4 separate regions of the Mus musculus genome follow, and regions 1, 2 and 4 are each linked to region 3. The links are chromatin contacts, called in public Hi-C and promoter capture Hi-C maps. All regions are on one chromosome and are shown on one strand. The core of a region is the stretch at or near the end of the contact, and the rest is flanking DNA. Distances in the headings are between cores, read along the strand shown. Region 1 overlaps Alg9 (asparagine-linked glycosylation 9 (alpha 1,2 mannosyltransferase)). Region 2 has its middle 23 kb from the start of Gm32462. Region 3 overlaps Dixdc1 (DIX domain containing 1). Region 4 overlaps Ppp2r1b (protein phosphatase 2, regulatory subunit A, beta).

The links. A called contact is a pair of places that touch in the nucleus more often than the background predicts. Capture Hi-C pulls out chosen DNA fragments and counts their contacts.
Region 1: a Hi-C map of liver shows a contact between it and region 3, with 1.6 times the contacts expected there. The contact joins two enhancer-like sites. A contact is called at or near these places in 3 of 39 promoter capture datasets (the 3T3-L1 cell line and stem cell-derived epiblast-like cells), 2 of 484 Hi-C or Micro-C datasets (the P5424 cell line and liver) and 3 of 9 other capture datasets (adipose tissue, liver and pancreatic islet).
Region 2: a contact with region 3 is called in a promoter capture Hi-C map of liver. The contact joins two enhancer-like sites. A contact is called at or near these places in 1 of 15 datasets of contacts at CTCF or cohesin (CD8 T cells) and 2 of 9 other capture datasets (adipose tissue and liver).
Region 4: a promoter capture Hi-C map of liver shows a contact between it and region 3. The contact joins two enhancer-like sites. A contact is called at or near these places in 1 of 115 datasets of contacts at active chromatin or transcription factors (pancreatic cancer cells) and 2 of 9 other capture datasets (liver and pancreatic islet).

Annotation. Positions count from the first base shown.
Region 1 is chr9:50,831,529-50,836,531 of GRCm38.p6, reverse strand. All of the region lies in intron 14 of Alg9 (asparagine-linked glycosylation 9 (alpha 1,2 mannosyltransferase)), which reads right to left. Among named protein-coding and RNA genes, the nearest start is that of Ppp2r1b, 23 kb to the left of the region's middle. Within about 2 kb of position 1,266, at least 71 of the 459 cell types and tissues checked have an H3K27ac peak or open chromatin away from gene starts, as enhancers often do. A contact at or near this core is called in liver, where this site is marked.
Region 2 is chr9:50,460,306-50,465,683 of GRCm38.p6, reverse strand. No RefSeq gene overlaps it. Among named protein-coding and RNA genes, the nearest start is that of Gm32462, 23 kb to the left of the region's middle. Within about 2 kb of position 3,128, at least 110 of the 459 cell types and tissues checked have an H3K27ac peak or open chromatin away from gene starts, as enhancers often do. A contact at or near this core is called in liver, where this site is marked.
Region 3 is chr9:50,691,091-50,696,393 of GRCm38.p6, reverse strand. It overlaps Dixdc1 (DIX domain containing 1), which reads left to right. Exons shown (of 20, transcript NM_001374656.1): 6 at 811-923; 7 at 2,703-2,851. Among named protein-coding and RNA genes, the nearest start is that of Gm39337, 3.5 kb to the left of the region's middle. Within about 2 kb of position 3,008, at least 35 of the 459 cell types and tissues checked have an H3K27ac peak or open chromatin away from gene starts, as enhancers often do. A contact at or near this core is called in liver, where this site is marked.
Region 4 is chr9:50,870,597-50,875,579 of GRCm38.p6, reverse strand. It overlaps Ppp2r1b (protein phosphatase 2, regulatory subunit A, beta), which reads right to left. Exons shown (of 15, transcript NM_028614.3): 11 at 1,873-1,933. Among named protein-coding and RNA genes, the nearest start is that of Gm25558, 15 kb to the left of the region's middle. Within about 2 kb of position 1,374, at least 22 of the 459 cell types and tissues checked have an H3K27ac peak or open chromatin away from gene starts, as enhancers often do. A contact at or near this core is called in liver, where this site is marked.

The DNA of each region.
Region 1 (5,003 bases), core at 17-2,516, 140 kb before region 3:
ACCCCAGTAAGAGAGGCTCTTAAGCAATGCTGGAATGGATCAGCTATGCACAAAACATGTCCAAGCAGCATAACTAGCTGACAGCTCAGAATGTGCTCTGATTCAATGACCATCCCATTTATCGGGGTCTGAGAGCACCCTGCTGTGGAGACTTAAGTCTGTACTTGCTGACATGAGCAGAAGACTGGCAGCTAGTCTCCCCCGAAACCACCAGCCGGTGCAAGTGGAAATACTGAGTCAATTTGCTTAGACTGCACTCAATGGGTTTCCCTCCCATTTCTACCTGTCTGTCTGTCCATCCAGCCACTAATTCCCTCACTCAAACATTAAAACCACATTTAGCCTTGCTGGTTCAGCCCCACTGAGTACTTCCTGGAACTGCTCTTTGCTGTCTCTTCCATGTAGTGCAATTTTCGGTGAGATGTTTTCTATACCTCTCAGTGCAGAACTGGCCCTTCAAAGCACCTTTAGCTCTAAAGACAATCTGGGTTTTCCTTCACGTTCAGTTATACTCAACCTATCCTTTACTGAGCACTGCTAACTTTCAAAAGGCTTGTATGGGCAAACATAAGGGTGCTTTAACAGCCTTTGGGGGGGACACGGGGTGAGGACATTGCTTTATAGTCAGTAAGCACTCCAGAGATAATTCACACCCCTATTTCACAAGCGTGGACACAGGAGCATGGCTAACATGCTGTACTTGCTGGAGGGCCCGCCTAGGGACAGGACACAATGCTGCATCTCCAGCTTTTAGAACTCTCCCGTGGAAAACACTCCTGAGTCTACACGTGGAAGAAAAGGCCAGCCTCTCAAATCAGATGATCTAGTCTGCTCCCCTAGCATCCAATGCTCACCTCCACAAGGAAACGGAGCTTCAAAAGCAAAAACAGGTTCTGTTTTCTTCTCAAACATTTTAGTCCTAAATCCATGAGGCAGAGCAGAGCAAAGCAGGAAACTACACAGTGTGGGAGGAAGGAGGGAGGGAGCTACAGTGGCCCATGGGATGGCGGCACAGCTGATTCAGAGTGCCCATGTTAACAAAAGCAATGGCATTCTAGAGGCCAAATGACCTGTCGGGTTCTAGTTCACAGAGTTTGCCAAGTCGCCCTGACCCATGTGACTGGTATAACACTTAACTTTCAGCAGTCTATCCAGCACTCGGGCCACCGTGCTGACCACTCAGAGTGACCTCCAAGGAGCTGTGAGGTGGCTAGGTCAGAAGTCTACTGAAGCACAGGCATGGGTATGTAGGGACTCATGCTCCTGACGTGTACAGCATCTGGCATAACACCCTAGCTTCTGCACCAGTCACCTTTAGCCAACGTTCAGAACAGTGGGGTTGGGAAAGACTTGCTGTTAGGCAACTGGAGCCTTCTGACCTGCGGTCCTGCCAAGGGTTGGGGGAAGTGCTCTTCAGTCTTTTCCCATCTGGTAGTGAATGAGGGATACAGGCAGCACACGACAGTGTCTCGCAGGCTCAGTCCTGCTCCTCAGAACCTTATCTGGGCTTTATCCATGTGGCAGAAGAGCACTGGAAACCATCTCAAGAAAAAGACTCTGGCAAGCTTTAAAGTTTGAAATAAATAACAAGTATACTTCGCCGCAACAGTTTTTCTTTCACTAAGGTTCAGGCTTCTGACAAGACCCTTACCTTGCTCCTGCCTCCTTTTCACCATTACATAAATCCAGCTCTAAGAAAGTAAATCTAGGGGCTAGAGAGATGGCCCAGCAGCGAGGAGGACTTGCTGCTCTTCTGGGGAGCTGGTGTTCGGTTCCCAGCATCTATAACAGGAGGCTCACAACCACCTGCAAATCTCAGTGCGTACACATACATACATGCATTCATGCATTCACACACAGATAATAAAAAAATAAGTAATAAAAATGTAAAAATAATAAAAAGACTGTAAAGCCCACCAAGTCATATATTTAAGAGCCTCTAATATGCTGAGAATCATAAAGAAGCTGGAACAAAACTGATGATGTCAGTTGCTTGTCAGTTGCTTGGTCCATTAGCTTAAAGCCAGGGCCAACCTGAAGCACTGAATCTCCTCGTCCGTCTACAGCACTGGCTCAGTGAGGAGATGTGGAGATGTCTTTCCACAACAACAGAAAGCAGAGCTTGCTGGACTCCACAAGGATTAAAAGGTTTGTTCAATTTGCTCTTCCTAAATGTCAGCAGATTTGAATGATTAGGGAACTAAGACATTAGGCAACATGCAAGGAGTTTGAAGCCAAATCTGGCCAAGGGTAGCTATGTTAGATGGAGATCTGAGAAAAGTATTTGGGGGAAATGGGGAGGGGCAGGAGCTGAAGGGGAGACAGCAGGCAGAAGCTGACAGAGAATGAAAGACTGTGAGAGCAGTGAGCTGACAGTGTAACAGGACATGAATTCTGCCGTTCCTGTTTCTCCTCGGCACCAGTGAGGGAGGCGAGGCACCACAGTGCCTGGCATACAGAAAAAGCACTAGAGCCCACCACTCGCTGGTCATGTGGAGAAACTGATTCAACGGATTCTTCCCTAAAGACCAGATAGCATCTGCACTGTGCATCAAAGCCTGCCTGCCCAGGATGTGGTCTCCTGTCCATCTGGGGAGGAAGGGGAAATGGCCTTCAGGGCTGCCCCGTTCCGTCTAGTCAGAAATCTTTGAATTGAAAAATAGTTCAGGAGGAGAACGGCATTAGAGAAGCTGAGGAGATTTTATAACATGTCCATACAACTCTTCATCCCTTGAGCATGGCTGGGGCTTGCTTCCCACCAGCAGCAGGATGAGGGAGAAGTCTTCCAAGGCTGAGTCCTAACAGCAATGGAGTGCAGCCCCCATGTGAAAGGAAAGCCACAGGCAGGAACTCTGGGTGATAGCCTCCTCTGAGATCCAGCCGAGAGCTAGTCTCAGGGGCCAGAGGTGTGGGTGAGAGAGTGGTAATGCCTCAGTTAGCATCTGATGGCCAATGCAAGAGAGACCCTGAGGAAGAGCTGGCCAGGAGCCAGCTGTGGTCTTCCTTTACAGCTATAAGAATGGGTGACTGTCACACTGCAGTAAGCTTCCAACTAACCTAACCTTCACAACACATACTCTGGTAAACCTGTTATTGTACAGAAATAAACAGTTCTGCCTCTGCTGGCTCCCACTAAGCAGACCACCCTATCACAGAGCACACAGACCACCCTATCACAGAGCACACAGACCACCCAATCACAGAGCACACAGACCACCCTATCACAGAGCACACAAACCACCCTATCACAGAGCACACAGACCACCCTATCACAGAGCACACAGACCACCCTATCACAGAGGACACAGACCACCCTATCACAGAGCACACAGACCACCCAATCACAGAGCACACAGACCACCCTATCACAGAGCACACAGACCACCCTATCACAGAGCACACAGACCACCCAATCACAGAGCACACAGACCACCCAATCACAGAGCACACAGACCACCCTATCACAGAGCACACAGACCACCCTATCACAGAGCACACAGACCACCCAATCACAGAGCACACAGACCACCCAATCACAGAGCACACAGACCACCCTATCACAGAGCACACAGACCACCCAATCACAGAGCACACAGACCACCCTATCACAGAGCACACAGACCACCCAATCACAGAGCACACAGACCACCCTATCACAGAGCACACAGACCACCTTATCACAGAGCACACAGACCACCCTATCACAGAGCACACAGACCACCCTATCACAGAGCACACAGACCACCCTATCACAGAGGACACAAATGGATAAGGTGTACGGGTGCAATGGTTCTCAGGCCTCAGAGTTGCTGGGTTTACCTCTGCTGGAAGGTAATTAAAAAGCCACACACTGTCTACAGACATTCTCTAGATTAGCCAGCTAAAGTTCAGGTTTCTGTGCTGGGCGATGAAAGAGCAAAGCAGCAAATACCATCCATCATGCATACCCCCACCTACAACTGAGGCTGCAATTGAGGTCTTTGACTAGAAAGGGCCCCTACTCTACCCAGCCAGCTGCTGGTTTAACCTGCCTCTGTTCCTCACCTGTAATTAAATCTGCAGGAGTTTGAAACCCTGCCTAAGTTCCCCCAGAATGTTTGAAGCCTCTAATCATGCAAGTCTAGAATTCAGCTGGATGGGGCCCCAGAATGCTCCAAAATGGAAGAGGCACAGATGGAAGCCATGCAAACAAAACGGAAGTGCGTATGCGCAGCGCCCACAGGTAGAGGGTGTCACACAAAGCAGTGCAGAGACTTTAGACCATTTCCAAAGCTGCACACAGACCCCACTCTTCAGAAGGCCAATGTCAACTGCCTGGAGAGGCATTCCCACCAGGCTCTGGGGCTCTGCACTCACCACTGAGCCACTGGTTTATTCCAGCACTCTCCTTCACTCCTCTCAGGGACTCTTAGAGGAGATATTACATCCACCCACATGTCAAGCTACTTTATACAAGTAGCAATTATGTCCTGGTTCAAAGAATTAAAAAAAAAAAAAAAAAAACCCTCGTTTAATAAAGGATGTAACATGGGCTGGCTATAGGATAGCAAATCTGAACATTTTCGGTTGGGGCTGGATAGATGTCTCAGCAGTTAAAAGCACTGGCTTCTTTTCCAGAAACCAGTTCAATTCCCAGAACCCATGTGGAAGCTTACATCCATCTGCAACTTCAATGCCAGGGCATGTGACACCCTCTTCTGGCCTTGGAGGTTACCAGGCACACAGTCCTTATAAGCACAGCTAGACTCTGTCGTGAGAGGCTCAAGGTCTAGAAGCTGGGGCTAGAACCAACCCCACCTGTACAGAGCGACAAGTTGGTCACTGAAATCTTCTGCCTGGATGCTCCAGCTAGAAGGCCTGGGGTCTGTAGGCCTCTGGAAAGCAGAGAAGCCAGTTCAGAAAAGAGGACACAGGCTGCCATGCTCCCAATGGGTGAATCATGTCTCCAGAGTCCAGCAGCCAAGGCCTACCTTCTATACCATTCAACACAGAACGGCCTTCCA
Region 2 (5,378 bases), core at 1,879-4,378, 230 kb after region 3:
ATGTGAGTTGGAAGTTGAACCCAGGTCCTAAGGAAGTGTTATGGTTTGTATATGCTTGGCACTATTAGAATGTGTGGCTCTGTTGGAGTAGGTGTGTCACTGTGGGTGTGGGCTTCAAGATCCTCATCCTAGCTGCCTGGAAGCCAGTATTCTGCCAGCAGCCTTCAGATGAAGATGTAGAACTCTTGGCTCTGCCTGTTCCATGCCTGCCTGGATGCTGCATGTTCCTGCCTTGATGATAATGGACTGAATCTCTGAACCTATAAGCCAGATCCAATTAAATGTTGTCCTTTATAAGACTTGCCTTTGGTCATGGTGTCTGTTCACAAGAGTAAAACCCTAACTAAGACAGCTGTTAATTTTAACAGCTGAGCCATCTCGTGAGTCCCTAAAATCAGAATTTAACTATTATGAATAGACCCAGACTTTGTTCTAACGTGAGAACAGTGTTTGAGGCCTTAGAGAAGAGAGCTGTGGCCAGAATTATGTTTCTAAGTGACCACGTTGGCTTCTGTGTGGACCCCAGACTATAAGAGGCTGGTATCACACAGATGTCAGAGATGGTGGTGGCAGAGATCAGAGGGGCAGTTGAGGTGGGAAGGACTTGTCCAACATGGAGTGCATTTTGAAGGGCTAGGCAAGAAAATCTGCTAGTGGATTGGAAGTGGGCAGAAAGACATTCAATCTTCCTTCCAGCTTCTTTTGGAACTTCTACGGGATGGTTAAGAGACTCTTAATCCACCTGCCCCTTTTAGATTTTCTTTTCTTCTCTTTTGAGGCTTGGGGGTCACCATGTAGTCCAGATAAAGCAGGATGGCCTGTGCCTCACAAGTGCTGGGACCATAGATGTGCACAATCTTGCTCAATTCCATCGTTTACACTTTTAACTCCTTGACTCTGTGGTTGGATTCTGGGAGATTCTGTGGTGACTATTCTATGTATTCATTTATTTTATTATTAAAGCTATGTATATATGTAAAGTAGGCATTCCTGAGTTTGGACTCCCTCAGAAGGCAGAAGAGGGCATCACATCCCCTGGAGCTGGAGCTCTAGATGGTTGTGAGCAGAGAGATGTCAGAGCTGGGATCTGAATTCAGGTCCTCCGAGGAACAGCTTTGACCTTTGACCTTTGACCACTGAGCATCTTTCTAGCCCTACCTTAAAAATATCAGCTACTACTCCAGTTATGACCAGTGTAGAGGTTTTTGGGTTTTTTTGTTTTTGTTTTTTTTTTGTTTTTTTTTTTGACAGGATCTTTCTACTTGGTTATCCTGGAACTCATGTTGTAGACCAGGCTGGCCTTGAACTCACAGAGATCCTCCTGCCTCTGTTTCCTGAGTGCTAGGATTAAAGGTATTTATCACCAGGCCCGGGCACTTTAGAGATTTTAAAAACTATTTTGTTTTTAAATGTAATGACAATTTTTTTTTTTTTTTTTTTTTGGTTTTTTCGAGACAGGGTTTCTCTGTGTATCTCTGGCTGTTCTGGAACTCATTTTGTAGACCAGGCTGGCCTCGAACTCAGAAATCCGCCTGCCTCTGCCTCCCAAGTGCTGGGATTAAAGGCGCGTGCCACCACTGCCCGGCTAAATGTAATGACATTTTTTTCTTTTCCAAAATTAATTTTTAAAAAAATCTGCGTGTTCTATTATTGGGTACTAAGCCAGAAGGGTCAACTTGCTTCAGTTGGATTCTTTTTAGATGAACCTCTCAGAAAAGTAGTTTGCTCCTGTAGGAAGCCACAGAAGTTGGTGCAATGCTGCAGCAGACAATCCTGGTTGACAATCAGGGCTGTCCCCTGCCCTGTGCCCTCAACACCCATCATGTCCAGAGAGCAAACCTGCCATGCTGCACCATGCAGCTGCAAACAAGAAGCTGGTTCCTCGGTATCTATGGCTTGGAGGAAATGTTTGCACTACCTCCTACTGAGAACGCTGGACCCAGTTTTGCCCTCTCCTGCAGATGCTGCACCCCACCTCCAGTTATTCCAGGAAGAGAATGATGTTTGCCCAGTCAACAGCTTCAAAGGCTCTCAGTTAGGGCCATGCTTCTTTGGCTATGCCCCCCAATAGAAATGAGCCACCAGGATTGGTTCCGTGTGTTTCTGGTCCTCTGAGTGGGTGGGCTCAGCCAACGGATGCTGCTCCAGCAGTCAGCTGTGCCAGCTGCGAATAGGTAGTTCACCTTCATATGACTCCGTATGACTGGGTCCATTTCATTTATGACTCAAACATCCTCAACACACTGCAGGCTGCTTCCTTGAACTCATTTCTTCGGTTTATCTGCTGCTGCTGCTGGCTGTTATACTTAACAGGAGGATTCTGTCATGGGAGGGAACCCAAAGCAGTTAACATGGCTGGCTGGCTGGTGCTTATTCTAGGAATAAGACAGCCTCTTTGGACTACCGTGTGCACCAGGCATGCGTGTGGTGCACACATATGCATGTGGGCAAAATATCCACACACATAAAATAAATGAGTTAAAAAAAAAAGAAAAAAGAAAAAAACAAAACAACAAAAACCCTACAGCAACTGCTTCTTTTGGAGCACCTGTGCCCCCTGGTGGCAGATAGTAGTACGGCCTATGAAGACCCAGGCAAGAATGGGCTCCAGATCACTTCTCAGAGCTAAAACAAAAACAAAAACAAAAACAAACAAAAAACTCCCTCAAAATCCAGCCAAAGCCCACTTATGTCCTGTATTGGTTACTTTTACTAGTTACTTTTGCTTAATTACGATGAAGTAGCCGACAGAGGAAGGATTTGTTTTGCCTCGGGGCTTCAGAAGGTCAAGAGAGTGGGGCGCTGCAGGTGGCAGAGCCGACCTGCTTGTGCCACAGGCAACCAGGAAGCAGAGGAAGGGGAATGCCCTCGCGGCCTGCGCCAGCTCCTTTCCTTCTTCCTTCTCTCCAGGCCTTCGACTCCTGCGCACCACCCGCATTTAAGGTGAAACTCCCCCTCAGTTAACTGCTCTCCGGAACCGGCACACCCACCCAGAGGTGTGGGTCTGTGATAGCTTGGTTGTAATGCAGCCAAGTTGACAACCATGATTTCCCATCACAGGCCCCATCTATTTCACACCCAAATGATGGCCTGCGTCAGCCCGATCAACTCTCGTTCCAACGATTCCTGTATTGAGCAACCAAGTTCCTCCTTGCAACTCTTGGCTATCGGTCTACCTCTGCTTAGAGAAGCAGCTGTAGGCACCCATGACCTTTCCCTGTGTCCTCTCAGTGGTTTGCAGGCTGACTTCTCTCAGATTTCTTTTTCTTTTCTTTAGAATACACTTTTATTTATGTGTGTGTGTGTGTGTGTGTGGTATGTTTATGTATGTTATGTTTGTGCGTGTGGTATGTGTGTGTGTGTGTGCACTGTTTGTGCTATGTATGATGTGTGTATGTATGGTATGTATGATGTGTAAATATGGTGTGTGTGTGTTTGGCAGGCAATGGCAGGTCAAAGGACAAATTTCAGGGGTCTCTTTTCTCCTTCTACCTTGCTGAGTCAGGGTAATTCTTATTCCTGTTACTCTGGTGGCCCATCTCTTACTGAAACTCATAGCTGGCCCACGACTTTCCAGGTATTCTGCTGTCTCCACTTTCAGTCTTACTTCAGGAGAGATGGGATTACAGATGTGAGACACCACATCTGGCTATGGAATCGAGGTTGAGACTCAGGTCATCAGGCCTTTTACCCACTGAGCCATCTCTGGATTTCTCCTTAATCTCCCCTAATCCCCCATACAGTGTTCACTCCTGTGGCCTGCTTCTGTGAACTGTGGTTATCATGTGAACCTTGTGAAACATCACCTTGCCTTGAAGGAGCCTACTTGGTTCCAGAAAGGATGCTGCTGCCTTGTGGCTCTCAAAGAGATGGAAGAGAAGCAACCCCTCCCAGCCCCTCCTTGTCTCAGCCTCAGACCCTTGCTGGGAGGCCTGACTTGCCAGGTCCTCACAAACCCACTCTAAGAATTTGCTCCCATTACACAGGGGAAGAAATCTTCAAGATACTGTGAGGATAACCAGGAGCCTGGGTCTGAAGGACATTAGAGCTCCAAACCACTGCATTTTATATACTGTGTTGAATTCACTTAAAAAAATTCATCAAGTTGGGTCTGGAGAGACGGCTCAGTACTTAAGAACACGTACTGCACTTGCAGAGGAGAGGGCTTGAGTCCAGTTCCTGAAACCCCTAACTCCTGTTCCAGGGGATCTGTTGCCTTCTTCTGGATTTTCTAGGCACCTGCACTCACCCACTATGCATACATAATTTAAAAAGTAAAAATAAAAAGTAAAAATTACCAAGCTGAAGGATCATCTTTCCCCAAGTTCTCTCTCTCTTTTTTTTTTCTTTCAGAATTTCCTGATTTGAGCAGCTGCCGAGGGAGCCGTGCTAGATTACACTCGTTTGAGGAGCAGATTTGTACCCTGTAGGATGCAAGCCCTCACTGTTTGCTTCCTTGGATGCTACCATTTGTCCCTAACACCTATTACCAGGCCATGTATGCAGATGCTGCTCCGTAGCCTTGTTGGAGAAATAGTGAACAATTTGATGCGGAGAAATGGGAACAATCTGACAAGTGCTGATCTAAGCTTATTTAAATACACATGGTAACAGTTTTACACATCCGGGTCCCCAGGCAACCAAGAGGACATTGAAGCTGATACATTTTGACAAGTGTTATAATAGTAAATATGTATAAGGCATTTGTCTTAGTCAGGGTTTCTATTCCTGGACAAACATGACCAAGAAGCAAGTTGGGGAGGAAAGGGTTTATTCAGCTTACATTTCCACGTTGTTGTTCATCACCAAGGAAGTCAGGACTGTAACTCAAGCAGGAAGCAGGAGCTGATGCAGAGGCCATGGAGGGATGTTACTTACTGGCTTGCTTCCCCTGGCTTGCTCAGCCTGCTCTCTTATAGAACCCAGGACTCTCAGCCCAGGGATGGCATCACCCACAAGGGGCCCTTTTCTCTTGATTACTAATTGAGAAAATGCCTTACAGCTGGATCTCATGGAGGCATTTCCCCAACTAAAGCTCCTTTCTCTGTGATAACTCCAGCCTGTGTCAAGTTGACACAAAGCCAGCCAGTACAACATTATAATAAATGGGAAGCATGGGACCCAGTGAGTTAGAGAATGGTGTGGTGAGGGGAAAAGTTTGAAGTATTCTATATGTCCCCCCTGGCCAGATGTGTTAGAAAAAGCCTAGTCCCTTTGAGCATGATAGCTTCCCTTCTGCTGGCTGAAGCACAGTGAGCAGTGTGGAGAGCTGAGCCTGGGCTGGCCTTCAGCCCTTGCACCCAAGCCTTCCCAAGTGCCTCTGGGCACTGAACCAGTTGCCCAGTGCTTGTGACCACCATGAGTGTAGCTTGTTCTTC
Region 3 (5,303 bases), core at 1,759-4,258:
CCCCCCATCCCGGCATTGCATCCACCCCAGCAGTCTCTGCCCCAAGTCCGTCTCCTGTAGTGACTAGTGACTCCTCCTGGGGTTAGCTTAGAGATGGTCTCTGGTTGCTTGTAAGAGACTCAGATTATTGGAAATATGATTTTGATCCAGCTCCAAAAGCTGATGGAACCCTCTGAATGTGGGCCTATGAAATGATAATGGCGGATACACAAAATTCTTAAAAGATGATTTATTGCCTATTCTGGTAGCTCTCATTTTAATCAAGTATGCTTAAAGGCAGCCTTATCATAGAAAAGGCTCCTTAGGGTGTAAGAGACATGGCTCAGTGGTAAAGAGTGCTTCTTGCTTTTCTAGAGGCCCCAGTGTCAGTTCCTAATACCCATCTAGAACGGCTCACAACTTCTGAAACTCCAGGTCCAGGGAACTCAACACCTTTCTGGTTTCTACAGGCACCTGTATTCACATGCACACCCCCCTAACACTGCACACACCCCACACATTGCACATATATACACATCCCACACCTGCCACCTGTATTCATGTGCACACACCCCACCCCGACACACAGACATACTCACATATATATAATTAAAAATAAAATCTTTAAATAACATGAAAAACAAAAATACTCCCAAGGACTAGTGTTTTTTTTTTCATTTATTCATTCAACATTTATTTCATTTGTTCTAATTGTGAGCTATGTATCCTGTTAGGCATGGTGTAAATTAGATACCTCTGAGATGAACTGTGAAAACTGTCTTCTATACCTGCTCATAATGATTGCTTCTCTTCTCTTTTGTTTGATCGCAGTCTGACTTCACCCAGTCCAATCCACAGTGCTAAGAGCGAATCCATTATAACCCAGGCAGAGGAAAAGGCCGATTTCGTGATCATTCCCTCTGAAGGAATAGAGAACAGAACAGGTACTGCCGGCCTGGGTTGTTTCAGGGGAGCCTGTTAAAGCCTGAAGTCTTTAGTGCTTCTGACTGCTAAGCTTCCTGGCCATGTCTGCCTTCACTGTCTGTGCATAGAGGGTCAGCTCTAGAGAGCTCTAATGCCTTTGAGCCAATTAATGTAGTTATCTTCTTACAGAATGTCAGTCCTGGTATTGGTCTGTCAGAAAAATCTCACACCAGCCTCGAGAAGCCCTCCCTTAGCTGACTGCCTGTGAATTAGATAAATGGCATTGGGGCAGTCAGAAGCTGTGTTCGGGTAAATAGTTATTATTCCCATTCTGTGAAGATAATTTTGGTGCTTTGCTGATTTAGGTTGGTGCCAGAAGTACATAGTTTGAACCAAAATGTCCATAAACATGCAACAGAGAACAGGGGTGCACATCTGTACTCTCAGTACTCAGGAGATGGAGACTGGTGGGTCACAAATTTGGGGCCATCTAAACTACCTAGTGAGTTCCAAGCCAACCTGGGCTACACTGTGAGACCCTGTCTCAAAGGCCCAAGAGTCACCCACAGAGTCAAACTCTTAAGGCTACGAAGAGAGAGGAGGGAGTGTTTATTGGATACTGCTGGGTCCTTTCTGCTTTACCTCTTCATCTTTACATTAAATTATTTATTTATTTATTTATTTTGAGACAGGATTTCTCTGTGTAACAGAGCCCTAGCTGTCCTGGACTCTTTGTATTGTAGACCAGGCTGGCCTCGAACTCACAGAGATCCACCTGCCTCTCCCTCCATAGAGCTGCGATTAAAGGCATGGGCCACCACAACCTGCCCTACATTAAAATCTTTACTCCTACAACTCAGATGGTCACTGTGCACTTCTTAGAAATACAGAAGCTCGCTCAAAGAGTTTACACCTTCTGTATTCCATAATGCACAGTAAGTGGCAATGCATGTAGGAATTAGTACAAAGCAGACAAGGATGCTGGAGCAAAGAGGTCTTTTTGCCTTTTTTGTTTTTTGGGTTGGTTTTTTTTTTTGTATTTTTTTCTTTTTGTTTTTGTTTGTTTCTTTTTTTATTTATTAATCATTTTATTTGTTTACATTTCAAATGTTATCCCCCTTTCCAATCTCCCCTCCATGAACCATCCTCCCTCTCCCCCTTGCCTCTAAGAGGGTGCTCCTCTATCCACCCAACCACTCCCCCCTCACCCCTCTCGCATCCCCCTTCTCTGGCACTCAAAGAGTCTTAAAGACAAGGAAATAATTTTCTTTCAGGATTGACTCACACGATGTTGTGTGAAAAGGGCTTAGTTATGGCTCCAAGGGGTGAGAGGAACAAGTTCATCTTAGCTAGGGTTTCTGTCAGTCACTGTGATAAAAACAAACAAACAAACAAACAAACAAACGAAAAACCCACCACTACCAAAAGTGATTAGGAGAGGAAAGGGTAATTTACTTGGAAATTATAGTCCGTTATGAGGGGAAGCTAAGGCTGACTCTAGGGTGTTAATTCCAGAGTTGGGAGTTTTTGTGCTGTAACAGGTCCCTGTGGCAGGAGCCCAGCTGCTTCCTAGGGGGTGAAGGCGATCGACTTTCCACCCCAAGCCCGTGCTTTCCTGAGCCTGGTACCTCATTAACAGCCAGTTCTTTGTGCCTCACAACCCCACCTAGTGGAGAGCCCAGTGTGTCTGTGCAGACAGGTTCAGAAAGCAGGTGACCTGAACCTGTGAAGTACGCCGCGCGCAGTCTGCTGGAAATTATTCTTCAACATGAACTATGGTTCCACCTTTCATCTTGCAGATGAGCCAGACTCTCCATCATCCCGAGACTGGAGACCTGGGAGCCGGGGAACCTACCTGGAAGCCACATGGGAAGAACAGCTGTTGGAGCAACAAGAACACTTAGAAAAAGAAATGGAGGAAGCAAAGAAAATGATTTCAGGACTCCAGGTAGCTCTCTCCTTCGCAGTTTGTCCTCTGTGCCCTAGCTAATTATTCCTTTCAAGTTGGTAGTATCCGTTTGCACCTGATTCTAGTTGTGTGTGAGCTCTCCTAAAGACTGAGAATTCCTTGTTGGTGAATGTTTTAAGTGGACTTTGGGACTCTTGTTTACCGTCCAGCTGTTAGGATTTGTGCAAGCTCTGGCTGGCCCCTGCTGTGTAGGTAGGTGTCTTTTATGCACTTCCCGACCTCCAACTGCAACTTCTAACAAAGACTGTCACCCAGGAATTCTGCAGCGGACAGGGAGAAGAAGGTAGTAAAGCCACCAGGTTCCCATTTGTGTCTAGCTGAGGGACTTGGCTGCTTCCTCACCTGATGCCAAGGCAAGTGCCCTGGTAGCAGAGGTTTCCCTTGAACAAACAAAGCCCTTCATTTGTCCCTGCACCTGTGCTATCAGCTAGGGAAATCTCCCCCAGACATTGGCTGACCCACTTGACATAGAGCCCACCATGACCCCCTCGACCCTCTGTCCTTGTTCGATTGGCTCTGTTTGGAGGAGCCCTTGTAGTGTGCTGACGACCCTGAAATTACCTCGGAATATTCCATCCTGTTTGTGCTGGGAGCTGCACTGGTTTTGAATTGTGAAATATTTATGGACACGTAAACAAAGCCCACATTATGTGTGAGGCTCTGGCAGGCAGTGGAGGGTGGAAGGTGGAGGGCGTGCTCCCCGCCACTGACAGGGTGGGTAAACAAAGGGTTCCTAAAGAAAAAAGGAGATTGGTGCTTCTGTAAAGTGATTTGCATAATGTATGCCCCAGAACCCAGGCCAATTGGAGGAAAGTTTATATCGTAAACATTCCTCAGGTTTATGGTATCTGCTCCTTGCTCTGTGTTTAAAAATAAAATAAAATAAATAAATAATTTTTAAAAATCCCTTTCTGCCACTCCAGTAATGAGTACTTAATGACTTACTCTTGTTTCAGTAGGAAGTGTTCCATGAATTTGGGGGTGGGGTTGCTTAACCAGGTTTTTCTCCCCTGGAACAGTTTGCGTTATTTGAGCAAGGTATGTATAGCTATCAGTTTGGCTCTGTTTGGTTTGTGTTCCTTGGTTTAGGAGAAACTCAGTGACTGATGAAACAGAAATAACAAAAAAAGGAAGAGAGTTGACAAGCAGCGAGCGGCCTAATATTTCCTCCAAACAGGGGAGTTGGAAGTCACTGCCGCTCGATGACAAGGAGGATCCATTGTCACCGAGGAAGGGCTCACAGCATCCCACGACTTCTTAGCTGCTTCAGTGATGAACAAGTTGGATATCAAGCCACACGCAATATTTGTGACTTATTAGTTTGCCACCATTAGAGACCATTGAGCAGTCTGCCGCTGGGGTTACTGTTCTTTCAGTGTCTCGGCTTCTGCAGTTCCCTGCAGCCCGGAGGCTGTGTGCTTGCTTACCCATGCCGCTCCCCATGATTCCATGGGAAAACAAAGTTCATTTGATTTTCTCAGACATTATTATCAGTGTTTAGTGGAGAAAACATTGGCTGAATTTTTTTTTTACATTACATTTTCTTTTTCTTTTTTTTTTCCATTTTTTATTAGGTATTTAGCTCATTTACATTTCCAATGCTATACCAAAAGTCCCCCATACCCACCCACCCCCACTCCCCTACCCACCCACTCCCCCTTTTTGGCCCTGGCGTTCCCCTGTACTGGGGCATACAAAGTTTGCCTGTTATTGGCCGAATTTTAAACATTCTCCATCAACATGTCTGATGAATTTGTGTTATATTTATTAAAACAGGTTGTATTTATCCTCTGAAGCTGTCTTTAAAGTTGAAACAAAACTCTGACAAGGAGAACACAGTTTCCCATCCTTAACTCACCTGATAACATTTCATAAGGCCTCCTTGAGCAGGCAGGTCTAAATTCAGGCTCCTAAGTATACCAGAAAGCTGCTCTAAGAATAAGATTCCAAACCGGGCGTGGTGGTGCACGCCTTTAATCCCAGCACTTGGGAGGCAGAGGCACCTTTAATCCCAGCACTTGGGAGGCAGAGGCAGGCAGATTTCTGAGTTCGAGGCCAGCCTGGTCTAAAAAGTGAGTTCCAGGACAGCCAGGGCTATACAGAGAAACCCTGTATCAAAAAACCAAAAAAAAAAAAAAAAAAAAAAAAAAAAAAAAAAAAAAGATTCCAAGGCTGGTGAGATGGCCCCACAGGCAAAGCCTGGGCGGCTAAGATTGAGAATCTGAGTCGCATCTCGAACCCACATGTGGAAGGAAAGAACTGATTCCTGATTCCTGATTCCTGATTCCTGAAAGCTGTCCTCTGACCTCCCTGTGTATGCTGTGACTTGCATGCATACATGAACACACACACACACACACACACGAAAGATGGCTTGGCTGCTAAGAGTGTGTACCGCTCTTACAGAATACCTGAGTTTGTGTCCCAGCAC
Region 4 (4,983 bases), core at 125-2,624, 180 kb before region 3:
AAGGACAGAAAAAGGCCAGTCTTAATCCTTAATTGCTTTCAAAGGAAGTAACAGAAAGGTCTCTGGGAACACCACTGACAGGGCTACTTACACCCAAAGTAAACTTGGTTAAATAAAAAAGTCTCTTGGATGGGGAGATGCCTTAGTGGTTAAGAAAATATATACTGCTCTTACAGAAGACTGGATTTCAGCCCTCAGTACCTAAGCCAGAGGGCTCACAACAACAATTCCAGCTCCCAAGCAGGATCCGATGCCCTCTTTGGCCTCCAAGAGTACACCCGAGCACAAGCACAAACTCACATACAGATACACTACTTACACAGACACACTCCTTACACATACAGACACGCTCCTTACACATACAGGCACGCTCCTTACCTTGCACATACAGACACGCCCCTTACACATACAGGCACACTCCTTACACATACAGGCACGCTACTTACACATACAGGCACGCTACTTACACATACAGGCACGCTACTTACACATACAGGCACGCTCCTTACACATACAGGCACACTCCTTACACATACAGGCACGCTACTTACACATACAGGCACGCTACTTACACATACAGGCACGCTACTTACACATACAGGCACGCTCCTTACACATACAGGCACGCTCCTTGCACATACAGGCACGCTCCTTGCACATACAGGCACGCTCCTTGCACATACAGGCATGCTACTTATACATACTTACAGATGCTTTCCTATGATTTACCAAGTTTTTTTTTAAATAAATGATAATTAAAAACTTAACTCGAGAAAAAAGGAATAAAGAAGTCTACACTGTTATTTAAAGTACAGATGTATCCATACATGCCCTAACACACTGACATACACAGCTTCATAACCTCCCTTTACACTCTTAGACATATGATGCAAATGCGCTTTTAACAAAACCACCTACAAGTGTAAGCAGACACAGATATTCTTATTCTTTTCCTACTACCTAGTCACAAGTACCCAAAGATAAATGCAAGCAATCTATAGAGTCTACACAGCACACTGGGACCACAACAGGCTGCTTATCACACCCACCAAAACACGGACCCAGAGCCCACGGGACATAGCACATGAAAATTGAAGGCCCTCCCTGATACTGAAGCTGCTAAGGCTAGGACCTGGCACAGAGGGCCCCTCTGTCATCAGCTGCCAGGGAGATAGACATGTGCACACACTGCCCTGAGGCATCACCAGGAAGGCACCTGCTCATTCCTGTCCAATCTCAACTGGCCTGAGCTTACATCCGCCAGCACAGCAGCAGCAGGCAAAGAAGAAACAATAAGCTTTCCTTTCATAACCCCGAAGCTCTGGCTCTGTCCCAGGGTGCAGCACACATCCCCACTACTACTGGACCTTTGCACCTCATCTCAGAAAGCCCACGGAGCCAATTCTTTCCAGCCAGGTCTGTCCAGTCTCAGCCTGCTCTTCAGATACTGAAGACGCCAATGGCAGCAGGTCGGCTGCAAACCCTGGCGCTGGAGGAAATGTCCAGCTAAGAATCTGAAGCTCAAAGGCAGCAGGAAGTAGAAGAGGACAGACTTACTCAGCACAGAAAACACACTTAAAACAGAAAATAACGCAAGTACAAATGTCAGCCTGTAGTCAGCTTGCACCTGCTTTAGTCCCAGCACTCAGGAGACAGGCAGAGCTGCACAATGAGACCCTGTCCAAATTAAGTACGTGAAATGTTTATGTAATAAGGGGAAGCCAGTGGAACCTCACCATCCTTTCTTCCGCCTTACATTGTCAAGGCAAAGGAGTATCCCACAGGGTTCCTCTGTAAACAGTATGTGTGAACACCACAAACATGCAGAAGCCTGGACTCGCCACAGTCTCTGTGTTTAACTTGTCTACTCACCATGATCCACAAGCCAGGCCATACACAAAGAATTGAGTTTTTCATCAAAGAACTCCACACCCTATGGATATAGAAGATTCCATTAGTAAAAATTTCCAAAGTTAGGACAAGATGTTCTATTTACACTGCACAGTAATCACCTAAGAGCTAAAGGCACACCTGCACACAAGCTGAACCACAAAAGCCATAAAAACAGTAGCATGGAATTACAAACCATTACACTATCATAGAAAGCAAAACCAAGGGAGTGAGCGCCGAGGGCCGCGCTTACAGAAGATGGGACTGAGCCACCCACACACTCACACACGCACGCGCAGGGCTGAGCAGAACAGAACAGGCCAGCACAACACAGGAGGAAGTCTGCAGAACAAATCCAGACATCATGGGAAAGCCAGTTACCCAGAAAAATAGCTGCTGAGGGCTTTGGGGGTCGTCCTCTCTCCTTTCTAGTTAACAAGTCCTTGAGCACGAGGCAGGGTACTCCAAGTGACACCAACAGAGGACAGTGTTTCTAGGGCATGGCAGAAGGCAGGAGAGAAAAGAGGAGGCACCAGTGTACAGGGCAAAAGGCAGAAGTAAGAGTTGGAGCCTGGCTCCCCAGCCTGCTGGTCAGTCCACACAAGCTGGGAACAAACCCTGAGACCTCTGGCCACAGGGCACACACACCACACAGGTAAGCCCAGGATACACTTTCCGGGTGCCTTCCTTCTGAGGCCATTATGCAGTTTTTTTTTGTTGTTGGTGGTGTTTTTGTTTTTTGTTTTTTGTTTTTTGTTTTTGAGACAGGGTTTCTCTGTGTAGCCCTGGCTGTCCTGGAACTCACTCTGTAGACCAGGCTGGCCTCGAGCTCAGAAATTCACCTGCCTCTGCCTCCTGAGTGCTGGGATTAAACGCATGAGCCACCACGCCTGCCTTCATTATGCGTATTCTTCTGGGTCAATTCTGAGACCTTCCTGACCAATGACCAGGGCTCTGTGCTTTACCCAGGACGGCTTCACCCTGCCTGACCAATCCTGGCAGGCATTTCGTCCTCAGACTCCTATTGTATCCCAGGCTAAGGAGTTTCTGTCATCTCCTCAGACAGTCTGCAGTTTAACTCTATTCACTCATCAGGCCTACGAGCCGGGCTGGGGAGTCCTGAGAACATTTTATAAATTGACCAAAAATTTACACAAAAAGAAAAACTAAGACTACATCTATTGAGGCAAGAGAGATGGCTCAGCCATCCAGGACATTTGAGGCTCTTACACGAGGCCTGGGTTTGGTTCCCAGCACCTACATGGCAGCTCGCAAAGGTCTGTAACTCCAGTTCTAGGGAATTACTCTGCTTCCACAGGTACCAGGCGTGTATATGCTTCACATACCTATACAAGGAAACCATTCTCTCTCTCTCACACATACACACACACACACACACACACACACACACACACACACACACAGATCAATTGAAGACCCAGAAATTAATCCATAAACCTATGGTCACTTGATCTTTGACAAGGGAGCTAAAACCACCCACTGGAAAAAAGACAGCATTTTCAACAAATGGTGCTGGCACAACTGGCGGTTATCATGTAGAAGAATGAGAATTGATCCATTCTTATCTCCTTGTACAAAGCTCAAGTCTAAGTGGATCAAAGACCTCCACATAAAACCAGAGACACTGAAATTAATAGAGGAGAAAGTGGGGGAAGGCCTCAAAGATATGGGCACAGGGGAAAAATTCCTGAATAGAACAGCAATGGCTTGTGCTGTAAGATCAAGAATTGACAAATGGGACCTCATAAAATTGCAAAGCTTCTGTAAGACAAAAGACACTGTCAATAAGACAAAAAGGCCACCAACAGATTGGGAAAGGATTTTTACCAATCCTAAATCTGATAGGAGACTAGTAGCCAATATATACAAAGAGCTCAAGAAGCTGGACTCCAGAAATTCAAACAACTCCATTAAAAAATGGGGTACAGAGCTAAACAACGAATTCTCAACTGACAAATACCGAATGGCTGAGAAGCACCTGAAAAAATGTTCAACATCCTTAGTCATCAGGGAAATGCAAATCAAAACAACCTTGAGATTCCACCTCACACCAGTTAGAATGGCTAAGATCAAAAATTCAGGTGACAGCAGATGCTGGCAAGGATGTGGAGAAAGAGGAACACTCCTCCATTGCTGGTGGGATTGCAAGCTGGTACAACCACTCTGGAAGTCAGTCTGGAGGTTCCTCAGAAAATTGGACATAGTACTACTGGAAGATACACACACACACACACACAAGTAAATCTTAAAAAGTAAACCTCAAGAAAGATAGTGTCCATGACTGACAGATGCCACCTCAGCCAGTGTCCATGACTGAGGGATGTTGCCCCTGCCAGAAAGGTGTAAACCAGCCAAGACGCCGTCTGTCTTCTTTCCACGCTATTCTGTATACTGCTGGCAGCCCTGGAGATTTCCCAGAGACGGTAAATACCATCCACCTCCTTCCACACAGCTGCTTCCCAGCCTAGCAAACCCATCATTAGCCACCACTGCTTTCTACTCCAGACAGTGGCACAGAAGATGACTAAGGAACAGAAAATGACCCCTCCACTTGGACTGGATGGTGGAGAAGCATGGTGATGTCACTTGACATGTGGATAAGTTAGGATCTTTGCCCTTCATTTGAGACACAGACAATTCTGATCTGATAAAGCGCAATGCTATGGCCATCTACAGGCGCATGCTCAATGGCCACCCAAATTAGTAATATGGTGCAGTGGTCAAGAAAACATGAGCATGGTGCTGTGACCTCAAAAGAGTGGGAATGGGCCTTTGGGCGGGGTGGGGCCTTGGGGTGGGGGCAAAGTACAGAAATGTCAGCAGCAAACTGATATGTGAGCACTGAGAATCACTCAGGCCCCTTCATCCACCTAGTAGAAAATGCTAAGTGTCTAATAACAAGCGCTACGAAGCCGCTGGAAACCACACCACACAGGTAGCTACCACAGGGGCATGGCTATCAAGCTTGTCGCCATCTTCACCTACTGAGAAAAAGGCAAAGGTGTGGCAATAAAGTCTGCTTTGACATTTTAATTAGTCATATCTACCAGAACTAAACTAATAACGAACCCA